2 separate regions of the Sus scrofa genome follow, and region 1 is linked to region 2. The links are chromatin contacts, called in public Hi-C maps. All regions are on one chromosome and are shown on one strand. The core of a region is the stretch at or near the end of the contact, and the rest is flanking DNA. Distances in the headings are between cores, read along the strand shown. Region 1 has its middle 77 kb from the start of LRPPRC. Region 2 holds the start of PPM1B (protein phosphatase 1B).

Evidence for each region. A called contact is a pair of places that touch in the nucleus more often than the background predicts.
Region 1: a Hi-C map of skeletal muscle shows a contact between it and region 2, with 4 times the contacts expected there. A contact is called at or near these places in 2 of 5 promoter capture datasets (both in liver), 13 of 47 Hi-C or Micro-C datasets (brain, embryonic fibroblasts, fetal heart ventricle and 5 more) and 1 of 2 datasets of targeted methods (skeletal muscle).

Annotation. Positions count from the first base shown.
Region 1 is chr3:96,394,572-96,400,843 of Sscrofa11.1, forward strand. No RefSeq gene overlaps it. Among named protein-coding and RNA genes, the nearest start is that of LRPPRC, 77 kb to the right of the region's middle.
Region 2 is chr3:96,315,432-96,321,784 of Sscrofa11.1, forward strand. PPM1B (protein phosphatase 1B) reads right to left here and starts at 1,847. Exons shown (of 7, transcript XM_003125179.4): 1 at 1,397-1,847.

The DNA.
Region 1 (6,272 bases), core at 1,675-4,174, 80 kb after region 2:
GGTTTGATCCCTGGCCCTGCTCAGCAAGTTAAGGCTCCAGTGTTGCCATGAGCTTTGGTGTAGGTCACAGATGTGGCTCAGATCTGGTGTGGCTGTGGCTGTGACTGTGACACAGGCCAGCAGCTGTAGCTCTGAGTCTACCCCTAGCCTGGGAATTTCCACAGCCCTGGGTGCAGCCCTAAAAAGCAAAAAAAAAAAAAAAAAAGGCTCTGGAGCCAGGCTGCCTACGTTCAAGTGCCAGCTGCCTTTACCACGTGAGTCTGGGCAAGTTCCTTAATCTCTCTCTGCATCAGTATCCTCATCTGAAAGTGGGGATAACAAGAACCACACAGAGCTGTAGTGACAGTTACTGCTTAATGATCTCATCTAGAGATAACATTGGCAAAGTACTTAGCATACAGTAGGCACTCTATAAATGCTGGTTTCTTTCTCTTCTCCTTCGAGTAATCGGATGGGGATGAGGTCCTATTCTTTGTATGTAGCAGTATTATGTCCACTCAATAAATACTGCTTGAAGGGCCCTTTTCCTTCTTGGAAGCCTCAGAACATCCTGTAAATGACACATCCAATCTGTCCTTGGAGACTGGAGCAGTTACCGTGGCTTAAAAAGTTCTTGCTGGGGTTGCTGACATGATTCTATCTCCTTTCATGAGTGGTTAGAAGCTTACCAGGGTGTTTGCCCTATAACTTATTAAGCTGTCCCTTTGTTTTATGCTGTTGTCTATACTGGTTTCATACTTAACAATTAAAACATTTTCTAAAATCTTTTAAAATTGTTATAGAATCATAAAAAATACAATTTTCTTCGTTGTTCGCTTTCTCTTGATTTGCTCCTCCCTGTGATGTGGATGGATTTGAATTCACACCACGTTCTCAACGAAAGACATTTAAAGAGGTGATTTTACAGGAGATAAGCAGGCTCCCACTTGTTTCTTCCTAGTCACATATTTCTTCCCATCATAAGTGCAAGAACCTGGGAGTTCCTGTCATGGCTCAGTGGTTAACCAATCCGACTAGGAACCATGAAGTGGCAGGTTTGATCCCTGGCCTCACTCAATGGGTTAAGGATCCGGCATTGCTATGAGCTGTGGTGTAGGTCGAAGATGCGGCTCGGATCCCGAGTTTCTGTGGCTGTGATGTAGGCCAGCGGCTACAGCTCCGATTAGACCCCTAGCCTGGGATCCTCCATATGCCGCGGGTGCGTCCTTGGAAAAGAGAAAAAGACAAAAAATAATAATATATGCAAGAAACTGAAGCCAGGTCTAAATGCTTACCCTGGATGTACACCTGGAAGCAGGGAGAGGACGTGCTTTCTTTGCAGAGCTCCATGGTTCTCCTTGACCGGCTCCAAATCCCTGCCCTTTGATGCACTGTTTGACCCTGAGCAAGCACCTTCCTCTTTCTGCCTCTCTCAGTCGTCTTACAGTGCCTGGAGTGTGGGGCTTCTGTTCTCCACCGAGCACTCTGCCTTTGTTGACAGGCCTGGTCCCCAGCAACCCCCTTAAGCAGCCACCAAAGTGGAGGAATGCTTTCCCAAGCCATGACCTGGCGTTTTCCATTTCTATTGTTATGCCTCTTTTCAACCTGTCTTTCTTTATGTGCTTTCAAAAAGGAACAAAAAAACTCCCTTTGACTGTAAACTCTACTAGACTTGACATTCCGCAGTGGCAGGAGCCATTCCTTTTCATGTGTTTATGACCTATATAGCCTGTCTGAGTAGTTGACACAGATTAGGAGCTCGAGAAATGGCTGTTGAATGGAACCAAATTGAATTTTCCTTCTCTTCCTGCCTGCATGAAAACACCTATTTCTCCAGGCCAGCGTGATCACTGGGTGGACTGCGGATTGCTCCCTGCTTGAGGAAGAGGGACTTTGCCCTCTCTGGGAGTTGGTTTTTATGTGGCAGCAGCAGGAGTATGTAAAAGCATGGGATGGCAGGTGGACGGGAAAAACGGGCACTTAAGAAACTTGGAGCCTTGCTTATTTTTCACATTAATCTATAGAATTTCCCTTTCCTTTAGCATAAGATGCTCTTGTAAAGGATTAGGAATTCTATTTGTTTATTTTGCCTCTTGTACAGTCACAAACTTCCAGCTCCTTCCATCCATCTCCTACCCTAGCCAAGCTGTTACAGAACAAGCAGAAATCCCAAGGCTTCTGAAGGTTTTACTTTTGCAAAACCTACACAGGACCTGGCCCTAAGAGGGTGCGCTAGGCCATTCGGCTCCTCTGTGCCTCCCCTTTCCTCACCAGGCTGGGAGCGCAGGAGTAGTAAATAAAGAATAATAACTGGTGTTTGTTGTTGTTGTTGAGATGAAAAATTCCAGTCCAGGAAATTCGTGATTGATGTCAATGAGACATTCAGATCCAGTTTCTGGGTAAGGGCCACTGAGGCAGGACCCTCCCAGCCCTTGAGCTTCAAGATGTCTCCCCACAATGTATCAGGGCACAGATTGCCCAAATCAGCTGTTTTCCTTATTTCTCCACGTTCCAAAGTCCAAGGGCTTTCCTGCTGAGTAGTTATTTATAAGGAGGAAGGGAAAGTAAAAAGGCAGACTCTTTCTGAGAGCTCTCAGCTGGCTCTGGAAATGCCTCCTCTCTCTCCCTGGTTAACGCCACCCTTGTTTGGGATCCAAAATTAAAGTGACCCAAAAACAAGCCCACAGCACAGACGGAAGAGAGGCGCTCCCATCTCCTAAAGATGAAATTCCAAAAGTTTGCAAATAAATACTCCTCACAGTAAAATCTCACTGTCAGGAAGGACATCACCCTTGTCCCAACGCCCACAAGAAGGGCCTTTTGCCAAAATGAATGGGGAATCATTGGCCCAATTAACATCCTATGATCTTAGATCTAAAAATGACCAGGAGCCCGGTAAACAAGGTGACGTAAGCTGCCGGGCAGGGAGCGGCTCTCTACTGCCACCTGGAGGAGAGCGTCCGCAATGGCGCGGAGGCTCCAGGCTGCAGGGAAGCTGTTCTTGGCCGCTGGAAGGAACCAGTGAAAATGGGCGCAAGCTGTCGAGACCTTGGGAGGGGAAGGAAAACACACAAGAGGCTAAAGAGACAAGACAGGAGAGGTCCTCTGCGATCTCAGCTAGAGGAAAACGAGGTCTGTGTAATCCAGGCCATAGGACATTGTGCAATTGACCCTGCTGGCTTCCTCCTGGGAACATTCCTTTTATAAAAGGACTCAGGCATCATGAACTCTCGCTAGAAAAAATTATGGTGAGAACTACGTAGGGACAGGATCTCCAACGCCGGAGACCCTTGATAAAAAACAAACCCCAGTTTCTGAAATGGGAAGCAGTGGCGTGGGTATTTAATAACAAAGGGGCGCTGGATTTCTGTTTTACTTTGCGTGTCACCGCGACTTAAGTGGGGGAGGCAGGCAGGAGTGCACCGGTCCTAATTTACTTTCTCGTCAGGCGAATATGAGAATGAGGCTGCGGAGCTTTCGCATTATGCAGTCGGCATGCTGGGAGATGCCCTAGAAATGTGCTGGGGGCTGGGAGAAGGTCAACCTCGTCCTTATTACTTTCCTCCTGTAGATAATCCACAAAAGGAAAATGAGGAGTTGATTTTGAACTTGATAAAAACAAAAATCAAACCCGCTTTACCTTTGGATTAGTCGATTTTTGCTGCGTTGCAAACCACCTCAAAATCTCAGGAGCTGAGGACAACATACATTGATTTTTCTTGCTAATAGGCCTGCCAGTCGGCTTGGTCTGATCCCAGCTGGGCTCACCCGGGCTGGCTGAGCAAGGCTGGACTCCAGGCTTAGGAGCTGACACAGTTCTGCTCCACGTGGTTCCATTTCCTGATGCAGGAGGAAAGGACAATGGCTACCTGAGGCAGGCTCCTCTCCCGGCATAGGGTGGCCAGTTCCAGAAGCCCAGGCAACATAGACACACATATTTGAGCCTCTGTTTGTATCCTGTCAGGTAATATTCCATTGGATGAGGCGAGTCCAACATCATCTGGGGGAGGGGGTTGGGGGATAAACTCTGCTCACTCCTGTAAAGTGATCCCAGACCACAATTTAACCAATGACTCCTTGTCTGCTCACTGGAGACATCTGCTTCTTGGGGAAGAATTGCAATGTGAGGATAGCTGAGATAATCCTTATGCGGTACTGGGGCTCTCCATGAATTCAGTATTGTCTAACAGACACTTTAATTTCCTTTTTATTCCCTTCTCTTGCGAACCCTTTCTACGCCTTCCCCTTACGACATTGTGTGTTCATAATGGACAAGGAACACAACACCCTTGTGTGTGTCTTGTCTACTTTGCGATGTTCTAGCTCATGACAGGGTTTACTCAAAATTCCCTGTGTCAGAAAGGCAAGGAGTCCTCCATGCACGTGTCACCTGTGGAATGAAAACAACTGGGAGAGGTTCTTGGAGAAGGCAGAGAGTCTTGAGAAGAGTACTAGACTTGAGAATCGGGCAACCTGGGTTTCTAGTCCTGATTCTGCCAGCATCGGAATTTGGAAGGTCAGCAAGAACCAACAACCAGGTGCCTTTAAATTAGCCTTACTGAGTAGTTTGGACTTTGGAGCCTATGTTCTGGGCATACAGGCTCAGATCAGAGTTGTTGGTTTTTTGGGGGTCTTTTTGTTTGTTTTTTTTGTTTTTGTTTTTTTGCTTTTTAGGGCCGCACTCTTGGCATATGGAAGTTCCCAGGATAGGAGTCGAATCGGAGCTCGAGCTGCCTGCCTACACCACAGCCACAGCAACTCAGGATCCGAGCTGCATCTGCAACCTACACCACAGCTTCATGGCAATACTGGGTCCTTAACCCACTGAGCGAGGCCAGGGATTGAATCCACAACCTCATGGACAGTAGTCAGGTTCATTTCTGCTGAACCACAACGGGAACTCCCAGAGCAGAGTTTTTGTAGGACCTTTCTGGCAACAACGTGGAGAGTGGATTGAAGGAGGAAAATTGGATTGGAGGCAAGAAGATGAGTTAGGATATAGTCCAGGTGACAGATAATGAGGACAGTGACCAGGGATAAGGCACTAAAGATGGAAAAAAAGGAATGAATAAAGAGCTTTCAGAAGCAGAACTGACAGGAAGGACTTAAAGCAATTAAATATAAAGAGAAAGGGAACGAAAGGGAAAAAGGAGAGTCAAAGATGAATTTAGGGTCCAGAGGGCATTGCACAAATAGGGTTAAATATTTTTTCTCAAAAACTTCGTTACAGCTGCATAAATGTCTATATGTTCTGGCTGGCAGGCTTTGTAAAATGTATTTCTTTCCAGGGCTAGGGAAAAAAACCCCAAAATGGAGTGTATATCGGTGTTTTCCAAACTTAAGTCATTTATTTACCTCTTTCAGAGTTTTTGCCATATTCAAATCATACCTGCACCATTAATTGCTTACTGTTGTTCTTTAAATGAGTCACTTTTTATTTATTTGGCTGTACCTACAGCGTGTGGAACTTCCCAGGCCAGGAATCAAACCCATGCCACAGCAGTGACAATGCCAGACATTTAACCTGCTGAGCCACCAGAGAGCTCCTTAAATGAATCCCTTTTTTAAATAATATTTACTATAGGCTCATTCTTCAAAAAACGTATAAGAGAAATCATGACTTTGATTTGCCAGTCATGTTTTTAATACATGCATTTGTTTCAGTTACATGCAAGGCCATTAGAGAATTTTAATCTATCTGTATATATCTAACATTCTTATTTCCCATGCCCTCAGCTGTGTGCCCGCTAGACCTCGGGAACCTTGACCTGGGTGAGAATGGAAGCCACTCCCAATTATAGATATTTTGCTTTCTTTGCCCTCCACCTGGTTCCCATTCAGATCACATCAGTGTCCAGCCTGGATGGCAGGCCTGGTCTTTACATCCGTTGTTGGCGAGACCTTGCCCTGCAGACAGGGACCTTGAACCCATCTGGGCAGGAGGTTGGCATTCAAACACATGGGGGCTGACCTGGAATGTCTTTTTAACTCAGCGCCTCACATCCCAAGCTTCTGAAAGCTGCTGTAAGAGCAGCCAAGCCAAAGGAGCTGGGTCCCTTGTCTTCTGCATCCATGAGTGCAGATGGGGCCTTCAGATGTCTCTTTGCTTCTCCAGCGCTCGCCATGGTGACTTTCCAGGGGCGACACACACAGGTGTGGATGGGGAGGGCTGAAACTTGATCTTCTTTTGCTCATGTTTGATGTATACAGATCTCTACAGCCAGTTGTCAAGGTAAAGTTGAATGAATTCTGCCCTGATGGGTTGAATGACAAGAGGCACATCACTGCACCTC
Region 2 (6,353 bases), core at 597-3,096:
TCATTATTTAGAAATGCTCTATTTAAAAGTAGGCCAACAATAGGAACTTTGCTATTGCACAATAGAGAGAGTAAATGAAATAATGTCTGTTAACACTATTGATGGCATGTTTCTCCATCTCCTAGAACATACTGACTTATTACACTGACTACCCTCAACAATTCACCACTTCTACGTCCATGCAGTAGCACAAATAAAATGAGTTCCTGTGTTAATCCCATAATAAACCTCGGTAATTCTCACATCACAGGAGTTGTAAACGTTTGTTAACAGAAAAAGAATGTTTTTCCCAAAATAGCTACATAACACTAAGACTACTCACATTCCTAAATAATCCTTTTACAAGACTCCCGCCAACTTTATTTTGATACATTAAACATGTGGAGCCTATTTTAAAAGGTCTTTAACACTGACTTCATCAAAACAGCTTCCTAGTTGTTCTTCTGATGTCTTCTTTCTCAAGTTTTCAAATTGTTTTTAAGCCAACTTGGATACTGATGAATGTGAGCCTCTATGAAACGCGAAAGAAGCCTTTTGCCAAACAAGATGGGCAAATGTTCTAGATCTGCTCAATCTGACATTAGAGGTCATGCGACTTGAAATATGAAATAACCATTTCCAACACTCCTTGAGCCCTTCATTTTAAAAATAACTTTAGGGCTATTTTCACACTCTCTGTTTAATAATATTTTTTAAAAGGATGTTAGGCTCGGTTAAATTATAAAAAAAAAAATCGATCTGGCACTTAAAGCTGGTGAGTCTATTCTTCATGAGCTTCTGGTAGATCGGGGATACTGACGATAGCAGTTTCATTTAAGAGCTTCACTGGTAAAAAAGAATGACATTCAAAAAGGATAGCTGGGGAAGGCAAGGAAGAGAAGCCCGGAGTGGGCTAAGAGAAAGAGAAACGTTTTAAAGTCACTAAGGAGGAAAGAGGTAGTAAGACGCATAAACAGAAGAGCGAGAAAGATTTAACAAGGAAGTGAAGTAGAGCACAGAGGGCAGAAGCTAATGAGGAAAAGGTAGTGTTTTCAAATAGGCATGCACCAGGAAGGGACGAGTTAAGGCCTGGAGTAGCCCCAGCGCTTTCAGGTGGAAGAGATGCTCGCAAAGAACAGGGACAAGCAGTTTACTCCTAGGCGTTGAAGCAAACTAAAATTCCCTGCCCCAAGCCTCTCCCAACCTCGGCCCAGCGCGGAGGCGGTGGCTGGGGAAGGGGCCTAGCCAGGAGCCAGGCCCGGCGTTCGCTCCTCCGGGCTCCGCGGCCAAGGAAAAGAGGCGAGGATTAGGCGGGCAGAGGTTCGAGTCGTGGCTCAAAGGTACCCCGAATACGGTCCAGGGCCTTCGCGGTGCCTGGGAGCCGTTTCCCCTGCGGCGGGGCGCCCAGCGGCCTTACCTGGGGCGAGGGAGGGAGGGAGGTCTAGGGCGTCCGCTCGCGCCCGCCGCAGAGTCCCCCTGCTGCACTGAGCCCAGGCTTCCAACGGAGGCGCGACCCTGCCTCAGCCGACGGTTCCCCCTCGGGGTCTCGGCCACCGCCTCCGCCGCCTCCGGGGCTGTTTACACCGTCGGGCCCCGCACGCCGCCGCCGCCGCCGCTGCCGCCTTCTCTCCACCCTAGTGCCGTTGCCGATTCGGCCGCCGCCACCTCCTCCGCCGCAGCCTCGTCTCTCTGGAGCATCTTCCAGCCACCGAACCCTGAGAAACAGAGACTCCAGCCGCGCCGGCAGGAAACTCCCCCGCAACTGCTAGGGGGACGAGGCGGTCAAAGCACCGGCGGCTTTTCCGCCATTGAGCAGCAGCCGCTCCGCTCCTTCTGCAACCCCCTCCCCGCTCCCCGTTCCTTCCCCGCCCCTGGGCGAACCACGCCCCCAGCTCCCACCCACTGCGATGCCGCGCGGCCTCTCGCTGTACCCAGTTTGCTGGCAGGCCCGTCAATCAGCGCCCTCCCTCCCAGTTCCACAGCCCCGGTTCCTCGCTACTTAGTTTTCCCCGCCTACAATGCCCCGCCTCTGGGTTCCTAATTTCCCATTGGGCACCAGTGACCACCTTCAATTGGCAAGGTCAACTATCCATCAAACACCGCCCACTGAGTGGGACCCAACCTTTCTTTACCATTTACTTTATTCAGCCCCGCCTCTGCTATACCTCCCAGACGCCAGGGACCAACCCACCCTAACAGCCATAAGTAGAGACCGTTGTCAATCAAATAACGCCCACCTGCGCCCCGCCTCTCAAAGCCTGAGCCCTAACGATTTACTTTTCTTATTGGTCCAAAGGGTGGCCCAAAATCTCAGTCATTGGCTTTCTCTACATGTCTGTCACGGACCAATTTCCAAGTCCGTCACACCGGCTTTTTTTAAATGAACGCGCAAAAGGCGGGGAAGTATTCGAAAAGCGATTGGCTGGTCTTCGAAAACGGTCAAACCCATAGAGTCTGTGCGGACCCTTCTCGTTCAGTGAGGACCGTGCCCCTTTATTTTTGACCTGTAAGCCTTGCGTAAAGCAAACGCCATAAAGGAGCCAACGGGCTGTCCAATTATAGGTGTGGAGGCCTAGTCCCGCCTGGAATTGCAGGGGGTTGGCAGCTGATTGGCTAACAAAGTCCTACTAGGCCCTCATTGGAGGATATAAACGCCTCTCTTAGGCGTAAAGACTGGAAGGGATGGTGCAGGCGAGGACAAGAAGCGATCTAGGGAGAGGCGGTTGTTTTGCTTCAGCCGGCGGGTGGGGCGCACGCGGGAGAGGGAAACTCAGAAGGCAGGGCTCTGGAGGAGGGTGGGTGTTGCGGGGAGGGGAAAGGCCCGGATGTTCTCTAACAATGAAATCATCGCTGACCAATCAAAGCAGCTAAACTGGTATACCTGCCTGACCTGTCCCCAGAAGGGAAGAGAATGAGTTAGAGAGCGGGAAATTTTGGAGAGGCCAAAAAGCAACGTGAGAAAATGGGACAGGTGATTCCCTTGAAGATTCTGTGCTATTAGGGGTTATTTTATTCCTTCTAGGCCTGCACTGCCTGGCCTTCAGCCCTTGACATTTACGTGTTTTGTTTCACAGTCAACGTTGGTTTTAGAAACTCTCGGCCTAGTCTTTGATCTTCATTCGCTCTCACAGTTATTGAACGCCTGCTATTTGCCAGGCTCTGTACGTCGAGATGAAGTACACCAATAAATTAGCTATAAGATGATGGGTGCTATAACTGAAACGTGGAAGAGACGGCGGTTACCTAAAGGAGCTTTCCTACGAAGGAAGGCTTCACAGAGATACAGGATGAGTCTAGGATGAATGATTCAATAGGCAGATGAGGGAAGTGGACATGATCCCTCCAGCAATTGCATTAGACTAAAAGGCACTGCCAGGTTAATCTGCACTTCCACCAACCCCAACAAGAGAAAGAAAACTAAAGTGTACTGAAGGCATTCTAATACCTTGATCCATTTTTTAAAGCTGTTAAATTTTTCTTTAATATAACTGATGAAGTTAAATATATTTTAATGCAACAAAAAATTATAATGGGGAGTTCTCTGGTCGCTCAGAGGGTTAAGGATCCTGCATTGTCACTGGGGTGGCTCAGGTTCCAACCCCGGCCAGGAACTTCCATGTACCCTGGTATGGTCATTTAAAAAAAAAAAAAAATAAGTGTGAGTTCTCTTATGCCTACAAGAGATAAAATGTGTTACTAATAAAGTGCCGCTGGATTAGACAATGCCATTTCAACTATTTCCTTTCTGGAAAAGAGGACAATAGTAGTGTAAAAAACACAAGAGTGCCTATTTATAGTAGGCAAAAAAAAAAAAAGTCTTCTCAAGAAAGATCACAATTATGACATAGGTTAAGCTGTATAGTCATCACTGAAAAATGTTCACATCCAGAGTTTTTAAAAAGTGCAGTCTTGAACTAAGATAAACTTAAGTCTACCAATACCAAGACATAGTTTTAGGGACTTTTTATAGGTAAAGGAACCTCTCTTTCAATTGTAAATTGGTTTCAACCTGTTCTAAGGAGAGAGGAATAGTGATAAATGGTTAAGTTTGGCAACAAGTATGTTTTAGGCAGATGAAAGCATAATATGCATTACCGTATGATGCATCTTTCACGTAAGGAAAACGTGCTAATGAGATGTATACAGCACTTTTCAGGCACTTGACCTCAACTGGTAGTTAGGTTTGATGTTCAGATGTTTGTTTAATGAAAAAACATTAAATTATGTAGGACTTCAAGCCATGTTCCCACAGAACATCTGTGTTCCATAAGCTAAATCCACATGTTTCCTGCTAACATCAAATAATGCCATATACTCAATTCAGAGAAAAAAAATTAATAGATTAAAATTAACAGATTGAATTTTCTCAATTTTAAGCTTTTCCACAATAAATTACTCGTGTGAATACTAGGAGTAAAAAAACCTTGAAAGTGTGAAATTTTATGCCTAGACAATATTTGAAAATCTTAAACTGTTAATTAACTCAATATAATATACTGTTTATGGAAATATAGTTTGCACATATACTGCTTAGGAGTCATTTTTTATATTAAATTGATCCTAGCTCATATTACGGAATTTAATATATAGACATTTTAATTTTCATTCTGTTGTCCCTAAATGTGTTTGAAAACTACCACATCAATATCTGGCTCTAAAACTATCTTTGGATGGTAAAGAAATGCTTTCAGATATATTATTAAGGATTTTTTTCTTTCTTTTAGGACCACACCTGCTACCTATAGATGTTCCCAGGCCAGGAGTCCAGTCTGAGCTGCAGCTGCTGGCCTACATCACAGCCACAACAATGCAGGATCCAAGCCACATCTCTGACCTACACCACAGCTTGTGGCAATGCCCGATCCTTAACGCATTGAGTGAAGCTAGGGATTGAACCCACATCTTCATGGATACTAGTTGAGTTCTTAACCTGCTTAACCTTGAATTTCCTGCTGAGCCACAACAGGAAATTCAAGGAGAAGGTTCTATTCTAAAATTTTAAAAATACGGCAATATTCCAGTAGGGATGTTATTGATGTTCCCATTTTATTCTTGAATATTTAGCATATAGTTTAAGTATGCTGATATTAAGGATTCTTTATTTGTATGTATCACTATATTGCAATTTGGGAAAATTTTGCAATATACTTTCAGGCAGTTAGCTTTAAAATGAAACTGCAGTTCAGAGTTCCTGTCATAGCTCAGCAGAAATGAATCTGACTAGCATTCATGAGGATGCTGGCCTCGCTCAGTTTCTGTGAGCTGTGGTGTAGGCTGCAGATGTGGCTTGGATCTGGCATTGCTGTGGCTCTGGTGTAGGCCGGCAGCAACAGCTCTGATTAGACCCCTAGCCTGGGAACCTCCATATGCCTTGGGTGTGGCCCTAAAAAAAAAAAAAGGCAAAAATAAGTAAGTAAAAAGAACAAACATACAAAGCTATGTATGCACATGTACAAGCTGACATTATGCTATAGCGAAAAATTGTGTCCCCAATTTTATAGCCTAAACATTTTATTACATCTATTAAAGATATCATGCTCTGGCTGTAGGAGAGTTTTGGTAATTGTTATAAAGCATTGGTACAGAATTTTGTAGCCTAAATTGAAACAGATGCAAGAGCTTGGTTAGCAGCAGTTTTGAGTGATGGGCAGCCCTTGGACTGGAGCATGAAAGAAACATCATCATAATTATGTTTAGGATGCAAAGGCTAAGTCAAAGGAGCTGATCTGTTTCAGAGGGTATAAAACTTTGTAGCATGGAGTTCCCGTCGTAGCGCAGTGGTTAACGAATCCGACTAGGAACCATGAAGTTGCGGGTTCGGTCCCTGCCCTTTCTCAGTGGGTTGACGATCCGGCGTTGCCGTGAGCTGTGGTGTAGGTTGCAGACGAGGTCCGGATCCCGCGTTGCTGTGGCTCTGGCATAGGCCGGTGGCTGCAGCTCCGATTCAACCCCTAGCCTGGGAACCTCCATATGCGGGGGAGTGGCCCAAGAAATAGCAACAACAACAACAACAAAAAGAAAAGACAAAAAAAAAAAAAAAAAAACTTTGTAGCAAATAAGGTATAACAAAGTCTTCACAGTAGAAATAAAACATGTTCTAGAAAGAAACAGATATTCCTCTTGTTACTATATTGCATATAAATTGGTGAAATGGCTGCAGGCATAAAGGTGATACTTTTTTTTTTTTAATGAAAATGCCCTGAAAGAGAATTTAAACCTTATTCATACTTTTGCGTAAATTGATTTGAGCAGATAGTTTAAACTAAGACCTAACAGAATGTTTAGTTTAAGGGCTGTCATTGTTTGGGGGAGAAGGGCAAATTCAGGAAGAGGGCAATTGTCCTGACCATGTGAAGATGGCAGAAATAAAAACT